Linked DNA regions of Mus musculus: all the other regions are linked to region 2. The links are chromatin contacts, called in public Hi-C maps. All regions are on one chromosome and are shown on one strand. The core of a region is the stretch at or near the end of the contact, and the rest is flanking DNA. Distances in the headings are between cores, read along the strand shown.

What was found. A called contact is a pair of places that touch in the nucleus more often than the background predicts.
Region 1: a Hi-C map of the N1E-115 cell line shows a contact between it and region 2, with 4 times the contacts expected there. The contact joins the enhancer-like site here to the promoter of Zbtb20 in region 2. A contact is called at or near these places in 2 of 484 Hi-C or Micro-C datasets (the N1E-115 cell line and uterus), 2 of 115 datasets of contacts at active chromatin or transcription factors (differentiating embryonic stem cells and embryonic stem cells) and 1 of 9 other capture datasets (adipose tissue).
Region 3: a Hi-C map of uterus shows a contact between it and region 2, with 5 times the contacts expected there. The contact joins the enhancer-like site here to the promoter of Zbtb20 in region 2. A contact is called at or near these places in 2 of 484 Hi-C or Micro-C datasets (liver and uterus) and 1 of 115 datasets of contacts at active chromatin or transcription factors (stem cell-derived neural progenitor cells).
Region 4: a Hi-C map of uterus shows a contact between it and region 2, with 2.3 times the contacts expected there. The contact joins the enhancer-like site here to the promoter of Zbtb20 in region 2. A contact is called at or near these places in 4 of 484 Hi-C or Micro-C datasets (cerebral cortex, muscle stem cells, nephron progenitors and 1 more) and 1 of 115 datasets of contacts at active chromatin or transcription factors (kidney).

The regions. Positions count from the first base shown.
Region 1 is chr16:42,584,408-42,589,940 of GRCm38.p6, reverse strand. No RefSeq gene overlaps it. Among named protein-coding and RNA genes, the nearest start is that of Gm29960, 65 kb to the left of the region's middle. Within about 2 kb of position 3,565, at least 31 of the 459 cell types and tissues checked have an H3K27ac peak or open chromatin away from gene starts, as enhancers often do. A contact at or near this core is called in the N1E-115 cell line, where this site is marked.
Region 2 is chr16:42,904,794-42,910,128 of GRCm38.p6, reverse strand. Zbtb20 (zinc finger and BTB domain containing 20) reads right to left here and starts at 2,484. Exons shown (of 11, transcript NM_001285805.1): 1 at 2,408-2,484. The region is part of intron 1 of Gm19522 (predicted gene, 19522); the gene reads left to right.
Region 3 is chr16:43,333,821-43,339,071 of GRCm38.p6, reverse strand. The region is part of intron 4 of Zbtb20 (zinc finger and BTB domain containing 20); the gene reads right to left. Among named protein-coding and RNA genes, the nearest start is that of Gm9968, 27 kb to the left of the region's middle. Within about 2 kb of position 3,546, at least 106 of the 459 cell types and tissues checked have an H3K27ac peak or open chromatin away from gene starts, as enhancers often do. A contact at or near this core is called in liver and uterus, where this site is marked.
Region 4 is chr16:43,302,056-43,307,419 of GRCm38.p6, reverse strand. It overlaps Zbtb20 (zinc finger and BTB domain containing 20), which reads right to left. Exons shown (of 11, transcript NM_001285805.1): 4 at 4,805-4,851. Among named protein-coding and RNA genes, the nearest start is that of Gm9968, 59 kb to the left of the region's middle. Within about 2 kb of position 4,034, at least 77 of the 459 cell types and tissues checked have an H3K27ac peak or open chromatin away from gene starts, as enhancers often do. A contact at or near this core is called in kidney, muscle stem cells and uterus, where this site is marked.

The DNA of each region.
Region 1 (5,533 bases), core at 2,316-4,815, 320 kb after region 2:
CTTGTTAACATATACATTTTGATATATTAAACAGCAGTGTGTATCTGTATATGCACCTAACCTATGCATGTATATTGATTGCACACGCGCACGCTCGCGTGTGCACACACACACACGCACACACACACACACACACACACTTTCTTCTTTCAGCAGAAGATGGGAATTCTTACTAGTAGAATAAATTCGATGGAGAGGCAGGCTAATGAAGCAGCGTTCCTTCCTTGTCCTGTTCCCTTACTCTTTTATTAGAACACAGAGGCTATTTTGTTCTGCAATTGCCTACATAAATCACTATTTGCTTGGCACTTTCCATACTCGGTTGCTTAAGCGGCCCCTCTTGTGTGTCTCCTGTACCTGCTCCTCTCATTTCGTAGCTGAACGCAACCCTGCATGCAAATCTTCCTCCTAAAAGAGCATCGGCCTCCTTATTTGATTCAGCCGTGACCTCTGCAGATCCCTCCTGTGTTCTGTCTATGCCTGACGCACAACCATCCTTTGAATGGGACTCAATCTCCTTTTGTCTTCAGTCCTTCCTTGGGAGACTCCATGAGTGGTCTGGAATGTCTTCCTGGACACCATCTTCCCTCCCAAGTTTCCAGTGAAAACAAGCCTTCTCTTTCAGGACCAGAAAAGGTGTCATCTTTTTTTTTCCCTTTGCTTTCCTGTGATCACATGCAGTCCACTCTCCCATGGTACCATCTTCATGAGGGTACTTCAGTTTGATTATGCTATTTTTTTCTTCATAATTATAAATCCACGGCAGTAGAGCTGTGAACCTTTCTACTTATGAAAGTGGCCTATAATTATCGTTCCTTTTCCTTGAGATTTTTTTGGGGGAGGGGGGGAAGGTTAATTGTATTTCTTGTGATTTAGTCTTTTGCAAGATTTTGCCATCCATGTGATTGAGGGTTTCTGTAATTAGTACCTTGGTCTTCAATGTTGGACTTGAATTACTTCAACTCTTGTCTTATTCTGGCATGGCTATGTACTTAGACTCTTTGTACCCAGGTTCCAGTTCTGATTCTTGCCTTATTTGGATTTCATTCTCATTCATTTTTCTTCATCTCCATCATATTCTTCAACTTTTCACAGGCCTCTGTCCTTTGACCCTAACAATGCATGGTGGATGGTCCACACGCCATTTTAGAATCTCTAGGTTCTTGCCTGTCCTGTATCTGTCTTTACTCTGTCTTCCCAACCAACCAACCTCTTTCAGCAGACATCTTCACCTTGAATATATATTTTACCATCCCCTCTTCCTTTATTTCAGTCTTTGAGTAGGAGGTATTTTTCTTCCTGTCTGCTAAAACCAATCCTAGACTCCTGACTCAGAATATTGACACATCTTTGGCCTCAATGCAACTTGTTTAAACTCCCTGCACCTTAGATTTTATATTGTTAGCTTCCTACCTAGCCCCATAGCCAATTGTTTAATCTCCTCCTACCTTGGACTTTCATTTTCAATGGAAAAGAGTAACACTTCCCACAGTGTTGGTAAGGAGAGCAAAGTAAATCCCAAATGCATCCTACATAGTGATGGGAAAAAGAAGGCAGTAAAGAAACATTCATTCTGAGATCAGACAAGATGGGGCACATTCAGGATGGTATGGCTGTAGACAAATGGTTCACAACCATCCGTAATGAGATTTGATGCCCTCTTCTGGTGTGTCTAAAGACAGCTACAGTGTACTTACATATAATAATAAATAAATCTTAAAAAAAAAAAAAGAAACCTTAGTTCCTATACTTCTAGTGCCGTGTGAAGCATATGTGACCTACTTCCTACTTCCATGTCTGCTGTCCAGCCCCTTTGGCCTTGTGTATGCATGTGTTTACATTCATTCTGCTGTAAGCTGTAATCAAGATTCCCTCCATTGTTAGGCAGTGAGTCTCATAGCCTTGCACATCTCCAGATTGCATTTGATAACCTTAATTTCCTTTCATTTCATTATGAGGTTTCATCTTTCTCGATTTTTATAAGAAAGTCACTACCCTACTCCTTATTACTCCTGTGTTTTCCCTTTGGAGTACTGATTCCTCCTCCTTAGATTAGATCATTGCTTGCCAGTTTTTTATTTCTACACCTTTTTTGTTTGTTTGTTTGTTTTGTTTTGTTTTCTCATTCTCTTCAGGGCCATGGCTCTCACCTCTCAAATGATTTCTTTGACTCTGTGTACCCCAGGGCCTATTCCCAGGTTTCCAGCACTAGTCTTAATGGGCATGCCTGTGGTAGTCCAGTTTTGCCTGCTATGAAAAATAACCAATAAGAAATTGGCGTAAGCAGGGCTCAGCATGTACAAGGTCAAGATCACTTCTGCAGACCAGCCAATTTCAGTTCCCAGCACTCATATGGGGAAGCTCACAACTGCTCTTAACTCTAACCCCTCAGGGATCCAACTGCCTCATCTGTACCCCACATATATACTCACACTTATATAGAGAGTTGAAAGTAAAAATAAAGTCTTTTTTGAGATTAAGAAATCAATTTAAAGGAGGAAATTTATCCTGGCTTCAAGGCTTCAGAGGTTTTTGTCCTCCATTGCTATGGGCCTATGGCAACATAATTTCATGGCAGCAGGAGCAGTGGTAACGACAGCTGATTACCTCATGGGAACAAAAGGAAAGGAGATGGGAGAAGAAGAGAGAGGCTCAGGAGAGATATATCCTTAAAGGCATGCTCCAAAGAGCAGACTTCCTCCAGTTTGGTCCCATCTTCTAATATCACCTTTAGCTCTGAACTTATCAATGAACTTATCAATGAATGGATAAGCACACAACCAATTCAATCATTAATGATTAGTGTCACCAGCTGTTAGCAAGCCTTCATTCAACCTATGAACCTTTGGAGATGTTTCATAATGTTCTACCCTGACCTCCAAAGGCTCATGTCTGTTTCATGACCAAAAGAATCTGGTCTCATCAGTTCTAGCCATGCTCAAAAGTCCAAGTTCAAAGGCTCCTCTGAGATTCAAGGGAGACTTGTAGCTATGAGCCTCTACACACACACACACACACACACACACACACACACACACACACTCCAAAACTTTATTTACCCCAAATACAACTACAGACTAAAGAAAGGAATAGGAAAGTAGCAAGAAAAATTGAATCAAAAGATGACTGAAGCCCAACAAAGAAATATTAAGTCTAGTACCTTCATACCTGGCATCCAGTACATGTGGTCATGTGGTATGAGCGTCATAAGTATGGGAAAGCCCCACACTTATGGCTTTGCCACCTTCAGTCAGCCCATCTTCTCTCCTTGACTTGCATTGATTGCTGATTACAGTCCTCCTGCACAAATTTCCCGTGATCCTGTCCTGTTACTTCCCAAGGACCTCCCCTGGGACTTCAACTTCATTCTCATATCTTCACATATCACATAGTTTCAGGTGGTCCCTGAAAGGACTCCTAACTGCTACACATAGCTCAGGCTCCCAAGCCTTCCTTTGAAATCTGAGTGTTTAATTGCCTCCATGATGTCCTATCTTTTCCTTTCTATATGCCTGCATTCCATGTATGTGTGTCATGTGGATGACACTGAGGTCTGCTGGCAGCATGAGTAATGAGTCACTCAATTCTTTTGGTCTACACATTTGTGTCTCTGGGGAGCCAGGATGGAGGAACATTTCTGTACTGCCCTTTGTAAGCAGACTATCCTGGAGGTACCCCCAGTGGGAAATTTTTTAAGACAATTTACTCTTCCATACTCTAAAGCCTGTTATTTTTGGAGTCTGGTAGATTCTAAAGATGCCCTTAAGTCACTTCTCCTGTTGTCTTAATGCCATGTGTTTGACTTCTTTAGTAGTGCTGACCTCTTCAGCAGCCGTGGCTTCCTCAATCCAAACTTTACATGAGTCTTTCTTCTGGGCAAAGTGCTAAGTGTTTCCAACCTTTCTGCTCAGCTTTTTGTACCTGGCTCTTTCTATAGAGGGAGACCTCACCCAAATTCCCCAGAATGACTATCCCAGATTCTTCCATCCCTAGACCTTTACCCATCCTTAGAGTAAATGTCATATGTCACATATATGACCTGATGAATTCTATGTTATCAGTTAAAGACCACACTACATTCTGGATCTTTTAGCTATAGAAACCACACTCATGGTCACATGTAGTCTGTAAAAGAGTTCCATATAGTCACACCTTAGGCTTTATTGTGCACCTGAAATTGGACCTTTTCCCAAGTTATACTTGTTTTAAATATGCTGACAGTGAGCTACATGACATTAAATTTCCTGAAGTCTGATTCAAATTAATTAAGATAATCTATACTAGGTATTTATTCTTACCTCTTCTCGAGGTTTGCTTCCCAGTCTGGATAGCTATATATCTATATTTATATATCTCATATATATATATGTATGAGATTCTTGCCAGAATGTGACATACATGACCCACAGATAAATTGCACTAGAATCTTAATTTCTGTCTGAAACATCATGAGTGCAGTCCTTGTTGTCTGTTTTTTGTTAGCATTGTATGCTTTTGATGTCCAACAAGAGTCACTCATTAAGTTCCACATGTGTTATTGTCTGCTCTTCTCCAACCAGCTTCTCTTTTCTAGACTGTTACTGCAAGCCAATCCTAAAAGCTTCTGAATCACGTGGTCTGCTTAAAGTCACAGTAGTAACTCTACTTGTCAGAACTAATTCTGTATGTGAGCTTTGTGTTTCTGAGATAAAATACCTCTGAAAACCAATGTGAAGGAAGAGAGACTTATTTGGTTCGATGGGTTCAGAACTCTTAGTCCGTGGTCAGCATGGTCAGCATAGGCTCAATGTTCCTCTGTAATATCTCCGTGGACACTTGTGCTCATTAGCATATTCCCTCCCCCCTCCCCAATACATATCATAATGATGGGCTTTTTGTGAGGGAGAATTTTATGGCAGTGGGAGCATGAGGTGGAGGAGGATGCTAATGCCTTGGTTTTCCTGAAAGGGAGAGAAAGGAGAGAGAGACAGAGACAGAGACAGAGACACACAGAGAGACAGAGAGAGAATGAAATGGCTGGGGACAGAACATACCATCTAAAGGCAAGCTCCTTGTCTCTTACTTCCTTTTTTTTTAAATGTCTTTATTCTTTTTTTTTTCCATTTTTTATTAGGTATTTAGCTCATTTACATTTCCAATGCTATACCAAAAGTCCCCCATACCCACCCACCCCCACTCCCCTACCCACCCACTCCCCCTTTTTGGCCCTGGCGTTCCCCTGTACTGGGGCATATAAAGTTTGCGTGTCCAATGGGCCTCTCTTTCCAGTGATGGCCGACTAGGCCATCTTTTGATACATATGCAGCTAGAGTCAAGAGCTCTGGGGTACTGGTTAGTTCATAATGTTGTTCCACCCATAGGGTTGCAGATCCCTTTAGCTCCTTGGGTACTTTCTCTAGCTCCTCCATTGGGAGCCCTGTGATCCATCCATTAGCTGACTGTGAGCATCCACTTCTGTGTTTGCTAGGCCCCGGCATAGTCTCACAAGAGACAGCTACATCTGGGTCCTTTCAATAAAATCTTGCTAGTGTAT
Region 2 (5,335 bases), core at 1,235-3,734:
AATTTTTCTGGCACTCTATAGCCCTCCTGTGACGCAAGCCTTTCAGCCTTCCAAATCCCTAGGCAGCAGAGGGCACTGGCTTTAAGTTTACTTATGCACATTTTACAGTGTCCTGCAGCATTTAGATTGTGACAGTTCCTCCCAGAAAAGGGCAAGAGTATTTTTCATCCTAAAAATATTTTCGATTTACTGAAGGCCAACCAAGAATTATAATGCAAAAGAAAACACATTCTAAAAATTAAAACCACCACAGAAATGACTAAAATTTTCCTTCCTTTTATCCTTTCTGGGAGGTAAAAAAATTTCCATTCTCTTTTGGAGTTAAGCATTTGGTGTTTACTTATGGTTAATGTAAAAACACAATGTGAAATATTTAAAATTCTATCAGCAATGCATCTATGATTTTTGGATCCATATAAACATGAATTATATACATAAATTCACACTATTTCCACAAAATACATATGCACAAAAGATGATTGATCAAACAGTCTGTGAAAGATTTCTTTTATCTAAAAGAGCATCTTAGATAATTCTTCAAGAGATAATACCAAAAATAACAGGTGTACGACACAGACACACTTCTGACCTATTAGTTCTGAAACAACTTTTTGGATCACAGTCTGAAATGGGAAAAATTCTGTTCACAACACCAACTATGCACAGTGTTAATACACGTTTCCTAAAGCCTCCTTCAAACTTTCCATGGACCTTTGATTAAAAAAAAAAAAAAAAAAAAACAATCTCTGAAAGGGCCTGACTGAATGTACTTCAGGTCTGTATGCTCTTGGTCAGGGCTGGCCTTTCCAGCTGAAAAGACAGTGGAGAAAAAAAAAAAAACTAAATTAAAAGTCTAAGTATATTTTTTTTTTAAAGAAGCGGTAAAGAAGACTTTTAGTAGCAAAAGTTCACCGCCCTCCCCTAATAATGGATTTGAATAAACGCTTTACTAGGCTTGAACCTTGAGAGTGTGTTGTGGAGTCTGCTCTCGAGTCCCAGGTGGGTTAAGAATATTGCTTTCTGGACTTCTTTGTGTTGTCAGAGAGGCCTAATGGAATTAACAGGGGAAAGTCTGCTACTTATAGTAAATAAATAATGTATTACAAAAAGGTGATTGTTATTATCAAACATCTCCTCAGATCTGCATTCATTTCCTATCACTGCTCGTGTATATTCTGAAAACATTTATGTTCCTCTCTGTCTGACTTAATTTTTATCAGATGAATAAAAGTTCTGCTTTTGCACAAACCTAAATAGAAGTCCATCTAAAAGTATACTTCACATCCACCTTATTTAACTACTCCTTGAAATTTTGAAAAAGCACTATTCTAGAAAATTCCTCAACAATGCAAGCTGGTTTCAAGCATAGCTTTTTTCCCACCATGAAAAGAAAAAAGAAATAAAAAAAAACCTCAAATACATATTTGCAATAACAAATACATTATTTATGGACTCAAATATGTTAAGGGAATACTTACAGTTGTTGCACAAAATGGCCTGATACACTCCATAGCTTCCACTTTGTTAAAAAAAAAAAAAATGTAAAAAGGCCAGCCTCCACTCCTCCCTCCCTAAGCATAAACAAGCACTAACATACTAAAAGGAAACTATCCCAGGATAAAAACTTCTTGTTAAGAAAGTTTATACTCTTACTAACCACAGTAATACCCATATAAATGCAACAATCTATCTATAAAATAAAAAGTTAGAAAATAGCCACAATTTCTTTGAAACTATAACCCCCTGATGCACTATTTCTACATGTGTAGTAGCAAAAAAAAATAGTTCCTTGATTCTTGCCCACCCTGAGGGGCTACCCTTCACCTTATGTCCAATGTCATCAAATAAACATGCTAGCATAAAGTATGCAACCTGCTTAAAGGATCTATACTGTAAATATGGACTTTAAACTTCAATGTAAAACAAAGAACAAGAGTCTCATTTTGGTAGTACCCACACTGGCACTGCAGCTAAAACTCACTGGCAAATAACTAACAAAATCCAGTTAGCAATAAATAAGGACAACATGATATATAGACAGACAGATGGAATTGCATAAACAGACGAGAAAAGCAAAGAGACAAACATACGGAGGAGTTTGTTTTAAAAGAGTGAACGATTCTGATTTACTCATTACTTTAGTAAGAAAAATAGGTTTGTTTGTAATTATTTTTAAACTAATAAAACTGAATCACAAGGTCACACCCTTAAATAATTAAGAAAATTAGTACAGGGTAGGCCTCCTATAGATGTTCCAAAATTCAAACTAGCATTAGCTCTGTCAAATTTAGATACAGAAATTAAAATTCAGGAAAGAAAGCCTAAAAGCACTGTGGAGTAAATAAGATGATAAATGCAAGGGGACTGAGGAGGCAGGGTTGTTTTTATGAAAGTTGTCTGCCCCTACCTTCTTCCCCAGCGCTGAGTTTCTCTTCTCATAATCGGTGTCTCCCTGGAAGTACAGTGTGAGTGGTAATGACTGCCTGCCTCCCTAATGAGTCCATTTTCCTGCTCTTGATGTTGTGTATATACACACACTGCAACCTACCTTACAAACCACAGAGACGGGAAGAGAGAGAGAGAGAGCAAGAGAGAGGGAGGGGAAGGGGGGCAGAGAGAGAGAGAGAAAGACAGAGACAGAGCAAGCAAGCCAGTGAGAGAGAAAGAGAAGGAGAGAGAGAAAGAAAAACAGAAAGAGAGAGAGAGAAAGGCACAGACAAAGCCCTCCTACCAGACAGCAGACAGCCCTCCTTCCCCTACCCAGGAAAACGCAACTCGTCTAATGCAGCAACAGGTTCAGCATTGCCAGACTAACAGAGGGAAAAGGTATATTCTCTATAGCATTACTGCTTGCAAAGAAACAGTTTAAGAGCAGCTGGCTCCACCTTCTTTATTTATGCTCCATTATGAGGAATGTATTGTTTCAGCTCTGGCACACAGTACGTGTGTAATTATCATAAATACATTTTTGCATATTAGCAGGAAATAAGGAATTACATAGCTTATTTGTGCAATCTTTCAAATTTATTTTTTGAATGTGAGAAAAATGTCAACAAATCTGCTCTGACAAAAGCTTAGTAATGATTTTAAAGTCAGAGCTGTCTTAAAGGAGACTGTAAGAAACAGACTCCATACAATAGGAAAACTGATCTCAGGCAAAACTGGTAACTGCAAAGAAGAAATCACTGTTCAGTAAATAAACCAAGACCATAAACAAAACTATAAGACAAAAACAGAATTAAGTTTAATTAACTTGCTAATAGGCTAGTACCCTAGAAGAAAGCAGACTGGTTTCTTGTTTGAAGCATCCAGCTACACAATGCAATGCAGTCTGTATTAACAGGTGCAATGCATTTAATACATAGTATACCAGAGAAATAAACCTATTAGGAGTTACCATTCAAGCAAGACAAAGTTCTATACAATATGGATCGGAAACTACAGTAAATAACCTTTCATCTTTTATTAGAAGTAAAAACTAAAACTGGTGCTTTTAAATAAACCTTCCTTGAAAGAAAAAAATGAAACTCTTTATACTATACCTTTAACCAAATTTTCACATGCACTAGCTCCAGGAAAATAGTGCTGGTTATATTACTGGTCCCACCACATGCTCCTCATAGCCTTTGCTAACTCCCAGGTGCCTTTTCTAAAGTGGTGATATATTTTCAGCTTTGGGATGATGAACATCAGAAAATAGAACTGGTTGGAAGTCTCTTTTTTTTTTCAAAACAACTCCTGATAAACCAAACTAACTAACTATCTATCTATCTATTTATCTATATATCTGAGTATTGTATCTGTGTAGATGCCCATCTTCCTTAATGTTGTTTATACAGTTTGACTATATAAATTGTATACATTTAAAAATTTTTAAAGAGTAGATTTTTCCAAAGGAATTCACACACATAAAATGAAAGGTAAGAGGGTGCACTTGACTTATTCTAATGCTATATTTTGATACCAATGACCTTAAATATATTATCTGCAAAACTATCCTTTTATATGGCTTAACTTACTACAAAATTCAAAATGTATTCCTTTACATAACCAAAATAATTTTACCATGCTGGGTGGAGGAATATATAGATCAGTTGGCAGAGTGCTTGCCTAGCATGCACGAAGGCCTGGATTCAGTCCCCAGCGTTTCCTAAAACTGGACACAGGGTGTTAGCCTTAAAATCCCGTGTTTAGAGGAAATGGAAGCAGATGGAGCAGAAGTTATGGTTATCCTTAGCAACATACTAAGTTTGAGGTCAGCCTACAGCATACATCTTCTTGCCCCTGGCTGCTCTGATAATTCCATGTTTATCATAAAGCTATAATATAATCAACACAGTGTGGATCTAGAAAAAGTAAATAAAAAAATAAAATATCAATGGTGTAAAAGAGTAGAGAAGCTGGAAACAGATCCACATAAACCTAGTCAACTAATCGCTAACAAACTAAGACGGCAACACAATGGAACAACCCAAAATGCTGGGAATTATGGGTAAAAGTACCTATATAATGCAACACTCTAGGACTCCAAAACTTCAGGAATAAATCCTTAAGGAAAACACTAACAATGTGATCCAAGAAAGAACAAATTCATAGACTGAACATTAAAATCACCATTTTTTTCTTTGTATGTGAAAAATACTGAAAAAAATAATGGTAAGACAAGCCATAGAAAACTAGGAAATATTTACAGCAGACAGATCTAATAATATATACTTATATAAGATATAAAATTATATCTTCAACTCAAACAAGCAACAGAATTTAAAAGGTGGGCAAAGAGCTTAACAGTCACCTCATTGAAAAGGAAAACCAAAAGCAAATAAGCAAATAGAAACATGCATGTCATATGTCTTCAAGCAGTGCAAAGCAAAACAATAAGATATCACTTCATACTCATTAGAGCAGCCAAAACCCAAGACACTGACAATACCAAATGCTTGCTAGTGGGAATGTTGAGCAACCTGAATGCTCCTTCACTGATGGCAACAATAGAAAACAATACAACTACCTGACAGTTTCTTGCAAATCTATTTTTTAAAACATCCTCAACAGAACGTTCTACAGGAGCTATAGTCGTAACTCCCCAAACTTTAAGTTAATCAAAAGGTTCTTTATTAGATAAATGGACAGTATGTGGTATATCAAGACAACAGAATGTTTTCCAGTACTAAAAATAAAGAAGCCATGAAAAGCTATGGAGGAAATTGTTACATGATTCCACTATATGACATCCTAGAAAACACGATTGCAAACGAGAGTCCGGGGTCATGGTAACAATGAGATGAATAAATGAAGAACAGAGGATGATTCAGGGCTTAAAATTACCCTCAGT
Region 3 (5,251 bases), core at 2,297-4,796, 430 kb before region 2:
TTAATAAATATTCACGATGAGTGAAAGAAAGACTCCTATTACAGCCAGATTTGGGTAATGTTAGTTGGGAGCTGAATATCAAGAAGTAAAATCAGATAAGATGCAATCATATTGAATAAGCTAACACAGACTGTGTGTTTTAGGTAAAGGAGATTTCTCAGTTTTCGAAATCATGCTCCAAGAGCGCCAGCCTCAGAGTTAAGCATAGAGAAGAGGGAAGCTTACATGTGGAGAGGAACTGAAATCTTGCCTGTTATCAGCTTTGAATATTCAATTATTCTCTTTTTGGCTCTGACTATTTAAAAATATAGAAAAAAAAAACAGAATAAATAAAAACATTCTTCGGATAGAAGAAAGAAGGAAAATAATTTTTAAATTCCAGACATTTTTGATGTTCTTAAACAATAGTTTGCTATTAACCTTATAAATTGTACTCACACAGACAGTAGATGTGGACTAGTCCTCCACCCCAGTTACTAGGACAGGTAGCATAGTTAGAGGAGCAGCCTCACTCAGAAGAGAGGGTAGAGTGGCATCATAGAAAACATAACTGTGTAGCAACACTGCTAAGCCTGTATTGATATTGGTTCCTTCTCTTATCAATATTGGATTTCTGAATCCTGACAATTTATGTTCTAGTACATCTCTTGAAGTCAGAAAAAGGTGTTTAACATAGATTTGAAGGTTAATTAACACACTGTCTAGGGACACAGTTTGGTTGAAGCACTATAGATGAGAATTGATCACAGTTAAATCTGCATTTGTCAAATAAAAAAAAAACACAGGGTAAAAACTGTATGCAGCAGACTTAACATTTCACTGATACATAAAAATTACCTATGTTTATGGAATACCATGTGATGTTTGGATATATGCCAATTCAGGATAAACATTATTTCTCAGAAATGTATTAATTCATCATGCCAAAATATTCAATATCATTTCTTCTAATTTTAAATAGTTTGCAATGCTCATCTTTGCACTGTTTTACCAGACCCTCATAATGTATTCTACCTGTAAATGAGGAATATGTTGACTAAACTGGTTCCATCTCCTCCCATCTACTCTGACTCTCAGGTAGCCACTCTTAATTTCTAGATCAGCATCTTTAAATGCCATATGAATGAGATCATGAAGTCCTTGTTTTTCTCTGAACGGCTGATTTCATTTATGTATTATCTGTCTTCACATTCTTTCCATGCTATCACCACTGACAGGACTCCATTCTTTTAGAACTGAAAAATATTCTTGTATAACTGTACTGTATTTTTTAACCCATTCCTCGGCTGTTTGACATTATGTTGTTGGCACGTCTTGGCTACTGTCAAGTATGCTGAAATGAACATGGCAGTGCTTACTTATGTCTGGTCAGCATGGCAGCTTTGCCTTCTTTGGCTATACACCCAGTATTGGATAACTATACACCCAGTATTGGATAACTATACACCCAGTATTGGATAACTATACACCCAGTATTGGATAACTGGTCTATAGAAGCTTCCACTCTGATGTAATCTTGTTACTTTTGCTTTTGTATTCTGAACTAACAATTTAAAAACATAATAAGGATTCTGATAAATGATTAGCACACAACCATCATTCTAAGAGGTACGTTTTTTTCACCATAGATTAAATTTGACTTTTGTGGTGGTTTGAATAGGTTTGTCCCCATAGACTCATGTGTCTGAATGCTTGGCCCATAGAGAGTGGCACTACTAGGAAGTGTGGCCTAATTGGAGGAAGTACATCACTGTAAAGGTGGATTTTGAGGTCTCTTATGTACAAGGTCCACCCAGTATGGAACACATTCTTCTTCTGCTGTCTTCAGATCAAGAAGTAGAATTCTTAGGTTCTAAAGCACCATGGCTACCTTGATGTTGCCATGAGTCCTACCATGATAGTAACGAACTAAACCTTTGAAACTTTAATCAGCCCCAAAGAAAAGTTTTTCTTTAAGAGTTGCCTTGGTCATGGTTTTTCTTCACAGCAAAAAAATCCAGACCAAGACACCTTTGTAAACATGATAGTTTTTTCTCTTACGTTCTGGTTTCTTTTGTACACGATTATGATATCCATCAAGAATGTTGTGTATATACTCTATTTTGGGTTTCTTTGCTTATTGGTATCCTATTTTGTGTATCAATTTACCACATTTTCATCTTTCCAGTTGTCTTATGTTTCTTTGTTGTAAGAAGACAGCATGGGGGGGGGGTGGGAAAAAAAAAAAAGAAGACAGCATGACCATAAGCAACTTGGGAGACTTCCACATACTAGTCCACTATGGAAGGAAGTCAGGACAGGAATATGGATGCAAGAACTGAAGCATGGCCCATGGAAGAGTGCTACTCATGGCTTGAGCAGCCATTTTTGTTAGAGCATCTAAGACCATCTGCCCGGGGATGGCACCTGAGTTACAATGGCATGTGTCCTACTTTCTAAATATAGTCAATTACTATGTCCAAATGAAATTAGGCTTACGAGTAAAGAAAACTACCTTAAAGAACTTATTTGCTTGGGAGATTGGTGGCATGTGACACAGGCTGGCCACACAGTACAAAAATGAGTCTCTCCATCCTCGTTGATCTTTCAGCCTCATTCTAAGCAAGTGTTTGTTAATAAACAATTAATAAACTAAATGAACTATTTGGTCGGAATCCCATTTCACAGAAACAAAAATACAAGGCACTAGGGAAAGTTTCCAGGCTTCAGAGTCAAGTTACAAGCATTTCCTGAATCTACCTGTTCTGAGATGAAAGATGTCTAGGCATATACCACCAATTCTAATTCTAATATCTCCAGTTAATATCCCCCCCTGGTCTCATATTGATCTTGCTGTTGATTCTTCTCATATTCTTGGTCATTTTATTAAGAGGCAGCAAAATGGAGATCAAAGACTGCAGCAATGAGTGAGCAAAAATATTTCTCAAATCAGTGAACCTGAAACTCCTTGTCCAATTTTGGCCATCTCTCCTGCCCTTTAGAACTCTGTTTCAGTTTAATCTCTTCTAGTTTTGGCCTGTAAACCACCTACTATTATACCAGGCCTATCACGCCAGCAAATCACTGTAACAGACGGATTGTTAATTATTTGCCTTTATTTCTCAACAATATTGCAGGTGATGGATGGTGACCAAATGCACTATGAGATGAGGTCTTTCATGCACTCTATGTTTTAGTTAGGCAAGAATTTCCCCAAACTCATAGCTAACTACTGTCCAGCTCATCGGTGTACGTACATGTTCTATGTAGAAGGTTCTTCCTTTGTTATGGTTTTACAAAGGCTAGCCATTTTAAGAAACTGACTACTTCCTGTTGATCCTTAACCCTTTAGCCGTGAGAAGTCCCGAGAGTCCGTTGCAGCCTGTGACTACTGGTAGTGATCTTTACTCTCTGATCCTTCTGGTGGACCTTAGTTCTTACTGCTTTATCCAATCTTAAGCCAGCTTGTAATCAACTTAATTTTTAAAGTCTTTGTACACATTAGGTAATATTTGTTCTCTGAACTCCCAAGGGAAATGTGGTAACTGCCCAACGAGGAAGCCCTACCCTTCATTATTCAGCAACAGCTTGAAGAGTACTTTAATTCCAACCTTCCGCCCTCTGACAGCCCAGCTGCATCAAAGGCTGTGTTCCCTGTTTGTTTGTTTTTTTCCAGAAACAGAATCACCATTTCAAACTGAATCATCCATTACTAAAGGATGGACTCTAGGTCCAAATTTTAAAAACATGTGAGCCGCAGCAACTCTGAATTGAATTATGACTTATGTCAGAGTCTGGACATCTGCGGCCCCCTCTCCTCTAGCCTCTGGATCCCTGCATGCTGTTCAGGGGAAGTTGCTGGCTTCTGAACTGAAGGTTTGAAAATGAAGGCATTCTCTTTTATGGAGAATAGTCCTTCAGCGATTTAAACAAGCAGCTTTGTGATCAAAATAATTCATAAAGGAAAAGATTTATGAAGAGACTTCACGAGCACACAATGCATTTTTTAAACTTTGGTTTTTAAATAAATCTGTCAGTACACAAGCCAAGGCAACACGTCTGAATGCAGTATCAGTGGGCACACCCGGAACTCCTCTTCGGTGCTTGCCTAAGACTGGTGGAAAAGGGAAACACTTCTCTTTGTCTTCTTGTAAAATACTAGTTTAAAACAAAATTTAAAACCCAGTTCCACACAAAAGCTTTAAGATACTGTGCACATTACTACCTTCTTATACAGAAAACTTGTCTCTAAAAAATGTTTTCCATCCACTGCCCTTTCTTATTTAAGAAAATAAAAAACAGAAAAGAAAGAAAGAACGAAAGAACCCGACTTGTGTGTATCCCTCTGGCACCGGAGCCTGTTCTAATCTCCTTTATCAGGCTTGAGTGATAGCTCTGCTCCATGAGTATTGACAGGGCCGTCCTGTTTCTCAGGCTTTCGTTTCTCTCAGTTGGAGAAGGATACAGTGCATTTTCACATTCTCAAAGTCTGCAGTTGTTTTTATATAAGAAGCAATTTGCTTGGGTCACGTCAGGTCGAATGGGATGCCTGCCCAGCTCTTGGTTTTAAAGGAAAAACATACAGAAAGACACAAAAACACAGCAGTTTCCTTCATTAAATTCCACTCTACCTGCCATGGGCTTCTAGCCACAATGGAATTTCCCACCCTGGCCTAGCCTAGCCTAACTTTTATTTTTAGGGATTTTTTTTCCCCTTTAAATCTTATGAGCTTTCTTTCAAGTGAACTCTGAGGCAAGGTTTATTAAATGATAGAGTAATTGCCTGGTTTTAGAAAAACAGACTCAAGAAAAAAAAATGCCAAGTGACCTTCCATAATATTGCTTTACAACCACCCTTTGGATAATAGCCCTTTCAAAAAAAAAATAGGTTCGAATCAGCACAACAACACAGCTATACAACTTAAAATCAAACCTTGCATCCTGAAGAGAACAGGGAGAAGAGTGACTTCAGTGGTTTCCTCTATCTAACTGCATAGGATAGAGACAATTTTAGAGAAAACAAGGACATATATAATATATAGGATGAGAGACGATGGAGGGAAGGGGGTCTTTCTACTTAACTGCAAGAGAATTTTGGAGGAAAAACATGGGAATACATAAAATAATAGGAGGAGAGAGGTGGGAAAACGAGAGGGAGAGGGGGAGAGAGGAGAGGGGGCGAGGAGGCAAGGGGAAGAGGGGGAGAGAGGGGGAGAGGGGGAGAGAGGGGGAAGGGGAGAGAGGGAGAGAGGGGGAGAGAGGGAGAGAGGGA
Region 4 (5,364 bases), core at 2,785-5,284, 400 kb before region 2:
ATGCTGCCATTGTAATTATCTTTTATAAACAGCTTTCCCTCATCCTTGCTTTATGTGCAGTATCTACAACAACAACAAAAACAAACAAAGGACATGATTAACCAATCAACTTGTTTGTGGACAAAGAAAGAAAAATAGTTAAGGGCTAAAAGTCTTTAAATAATTAATTCCAAGAGTCCTTACTCTTAGGATTGAAAGGTTACAAGATCTCCATGCTACAAAAAACATTAGATGAATTCAGAGTGGCTATCAAATACCCAGAAAACAAGCTGTTGGCATATATCATCAAAAAATCAGAAATATTTCTACAATGAAGGTCAGAACTCATAGAAGCAGTTCTCATGGGAGTCTAGAGGGGCCTCTGGAGCAATCTCCAGATGGATAGCCATTTCTCAACCATCTCCCGTTCAAACTGTAGTCTAGTCAAAGGGAAGAATGGGGATTCCTCCTCAGCATCCCGATGTGAAAGGACTGTGATGAGGATATAAGAATCTCTTTAAATATCTGCTTTAGCATGGATTTCATTCCTCTCTCCTCCCATGTGACAGAGAATCACAGGAGTTATCTTGGGGAAGGAATAACATAATTTTTATCCTCTTGTCCACAATTGCATAATATATGTTTAATAAAAACTTCCCAGAAAATATGCCAGTTTCATGGAATAGAGAGGCTCGGCAATCTAAATAAAACCTTCTACCTCCTTTGGCTATGATTATCAGCATCTTTAGGCTTAAAAATCCTGTCATGCATTTACAAAGGATCCCTTGCATCAAAATAAGGAGAGTCATTCAACTATAATCATGAGCTTAGTTCAGAGAAAGAGGTAGAAAGTGGATTGCTACTTTATTCTTAGTGTTACACATAAGGTCACAAATACAACAGTGACCCAAGAAGCCACACATAAGGAAGAAACAGGAGCTATTTTTCAAGGCGTTTTTCAAACAGAACTTTTATCAGGCTCAGGTGATGAGCCTACTGATCTGTTGGGAGTCACAGTTACTTCTGAGATGGCTTCAGCTACTCTTTCTAGAAGAAAATACTATCACTATTATTGATAATTATTACTATAACTGCAATCATGATGAAGTTTTGGTGGATAACTTGAGTACATGGTATAATACACAAACAAGAAAGAATCATGGTTTCTCTGTCAAAGAAATGTACTTTACAGTTCATGTTTATGACAGGAACATAGTACACCATCACATGTAAGGAAAAGATGTAAATAAATGACCATAAGGTGCTGTTAGTATCCATGTTAAAATAACGACAGGAAAGTGAGTTGCTATAAGATATGGATACTTTGCAACTTTAAAATAGTACAATTGCTTGTTACTGCTTTGTCATACCTGCCTGAATTCCATGGCACCAGGGCACACTTCAGCTCTTTAGCTGATATTTTAATGGTGGTGATGTCAAACCATAGTAGAGGAAAATAAATGTTCAGAAGACAGATGGAAAGAGAAGAGATAGAAACAGGAAAAGAATTTGTATTGTTTACACATGCACAGGAGCAGTTTCTACAGATGCTCTGTTTGATTGGATAGTTTATTGCTTGTGTTATTACTTTCTTTTTTCCCCGTGTGCTTTTCCTACCAGCTTTGGCTGAAAATATTTTGTATGTGTCCATTCTGTAAGCCATCATATTTTTTCTAGAGATTTAGTGTGGTGGAGAAATTTTTTATATCTTCTCGAAGGGTTAGGCACATCAATATTCCAGCCACTCACTTTCGAGGCCAATGGAAACTGCACCAAAGATTAAACAGGCCAAAGTAACACATAAATTCAGTTTCTATGGATGCAGTGTGTACTTGCTCACATCCTGAATATCTGATGAGTTCAAAACACCTGTTGGCTAACACATCACCACTGAACAGTCTCTGGCTTAAAATTTAGTAAGTAAGAAAGGAAAACTTGCAAACAGGTACTGTACACAAATCCCAATTCAACACATCATTCAGAATGTATAGAGCTCTTTTGTGAAACTTGTGTTCTATCTATGGAAAAGTGGCTTGTAGATGTTTCTCTGGAGACCTTGGGACAACCAGAGTAATAAACACAGGCAGTGATGTGCAGCGGATTATTTCCTCTCCTTGGATATAAAGCTGTATGTATAAAATTATATAATGTTCCCCTTTTCAGATTTAAGAGTCCCATGTAACTACCAGGTGCTTTCCTGTTATCAAAAAAGCCTTAAAATCTATACACATTTGAACGGAGCACTAAGTTAGGTTTAAGTACTTTGCTTTGCTCTATATAGTAATGGCTTAAAGCAGTTTAGAGTTCTACGTGGTCGGAGGATGAACTTTTTCTTTTACTTCAGATGAACAATTGCATATAATACATTGATATGTTCAATGATAAAGATAAGTGATACTGTATAAGTCTGCTGTGCAAGTTATCATCCTAAAATTGAGTTAAGCAAAAAGATCCCAAAGAAAACCGTTTGTCTCAGAAGCCTATCTAACGTTAGAGTGGTCTCTTCTCCAACCCCACTGTCCTTTGGCTAGCACATGTGCCTGAGGGTGCTATGGCACAAGCTGCTGAGATATTTCCAGTCAGTTGCTACATATGAGAAGACATGAGGCCAAGACACGAAGAAGAGAAACAGTGTTCCATATAATGATGAGAATTGCTTTTCTGAAACTTTTAAAAACATCAACATGTAAAAGCATCCTAATGAACCAGAAATATTGGCTAATTAATTAACTGTCATGATATCTGAGTTTTTCAAAATAACAAGGCAATACAGTGGGAAACTGACAGGCCACAGGTTAAGCAGTGAATGAGCCAGATGATGAATGCACAGGAGTTCATTACCGTAATCTGCCTACATTCATGGATTTGAAAATTTTGAAAAATCATCTTAAAATATATACTTCATTTGAACTTTCAATCATTTATCCATTATTTACAGACTGATTCACACATTGTTCATATGCAAGGGACTATAGAAATGGAAAAAGTAAAATATAATGCTTTTGTGGGCATTTTGATTATAGGAATAGAATTTATTTATTTAGAATGTCTATAAAGACTTTGTAACTAAATGAAAAATTCTTAAGTTAAATTTTTAAAAAAGGAACAAAAAAATTACAGAGGAATTCCAAGCACAGCATATTCGAAAACTATGTCCTCAGAAGAAAATGAGAGTTAGAAAATGTATCAAATAGGTATTAATGGTTAGATTTAAATTATAGATATAATTATTTTAATTTTTCTTCATTTTACTCCTATGTATTTTTCCAAATTATTTTTAATGAACAAGTATCATTTTTAAATGAAATAAATAATTGTTCATTACTAGACAAGATGTGCTCCCTCCTCTAGAAGGTTTCCATGTACTAAAACAGAGAAATGCAAGCACACAGCACTGCCCACTCCTTCCCTCCGCCCTGTATCTTCGTGCCTGAAAGCGGATACACCCAAAGGCCAAGCCCATCAACTTATACTTCATCTGATCACAGAAACAGAAAACACTGGGGAGGAATCTGCTTCTTTTGCAAGTCAGCCATAGTGTGGAATTGTGGCTTTTCTGTGCTGATATCATTTTGTGAGTAATGCTAAGAGAGAACAAGTTAAAGTTACCAAGTAGGCCTGTTCATTGTGCCTCTGGGCTCCCACTCAGAGCAGGTTTACCTTGGGTAGCAAAACAAGTAAAGCAGGGAGTCGGGGCTGGGGACGGGAGAAAGAATAACAGTCCTAAAGCCATGGCCTTCGGTGGCAAGCAGGACACGCTCAGGGACAGAGATAGAGTGGTGACAGAATTAGAAACAGTAACGGTGACAACTATGGATCATGTGCAGGGAGCATGGAAATTCCCCACAGAAAGCTCTGTCTCACCCTAAGAGATGATTTTCTTCATTTACTGCACATTCATATGAAGTGCAGTCAAGAGTGTAACTTTAAAGGTTTGGATGACTCTGCTGTTTATGACTAAACAGGACTAGAGTGCCAGGCAGAAGAGAGCCAGAAGCCAAGCGAGGTGTTCCTTCCCTCCCCCTCCCTCTGGAGCACATTTGTCATTACAGTTTACAGCCTGCCAGCCTCTAGCAAACTCAGCTCTTTCTGGCTGTCTCCTACCTTCCCATCCTGCCTTGCTCTCCTCCAGGCACCTACTACCAAGACTGTTCAAGGACACAATGCTACACTACCCTTCTAGAAACTTCACATAGTCTCACCAGAAGACAAGCAGCCAAACTCTAAACCTGTGTTTGCATTATCTTGGCACTATTAATTTCCAGTAACAGACATGTTTATCTGTAGCTCCACAGGCCGCTCCCTTTTCTTCTTGGGGATATATGCAAGTGTGGCTATGTCTGTTTTTAAGATTCAAAAGAGGCAAATACATTTCAGATTTACAAAAGATTATATAATATAAACCAGAAATTCAAAGAGACAAAAAGTATGTTTGAAAGACTTCCTGTGTGTTTTCCTAATGTCAAAATGACTGCATTCTCCACAGGGAGCATCAGGCGCTATCTTCACCTTATTCTGTTTCTGTCTCTATAGAAAAATTTATTTCCAGAAAGACCTCCAAACAAGTCCTTTAGTTTTTCCCCCCATGTCTACTAAAGTCATTCAAAATGTTTACCAATATTGTGATATTGATTCTTATTCTTTTATATCTTATCAGTATCAAAATACATTCTGTTCAAATTTAATCTTGTGGTGGTAAATTCACTACAGCCCCTAGATTTACTTCTTGTTTGTCTGGAGTTGCTAAACTTGATATGAATACACTTTATTTCTTTGGACTTCAAAATTCTGGCCTGCAATTGAGAGACAATGAAATCTTACTTACCAGCCAGCAAGTTGTGTGAAATATTCAATTGCTGATGATAAAAGAGTCTGAAATGGAAAAGGATACCATAAGTCTTGGTATGTGTTTCACCTAATATATGACAATATGCTAATCACAGAAAAGAATACACTTGTCCCTCCCCTGGGACCCTGGCTTGATCGTAGAAAGTAAAAGACGGTTCCTTTGGGAATGAAATCACAATTAGACCCTACTGACTGGTGACTTGGTGAGTGCCTGAATATTTAACTTGATGATCACTAACCAGATGCAGCCAGTAATAAATGATCTGCTAACCCTTTATACAATACACTCTGTGTAGAGAAAGTTCAGTTTCATAGTTAATTATTGTGATCTGCTTAAAAAATAATCAAACTTTTGGTCACTACAAGGATTTGTAGTTCTGTTTGAATTTTACTGTACTTTTCATTAAACATTTTATAAATATAAGCAAACTGGTCTCTCCTTGCTTTGGGCTGTTTGCTAACCATGTTCGGGATGTTCAGTCTTGTGACAGTGATGGCAAAGCAAGCAATGGACAGTGTACGCCAGCTTTCATGACA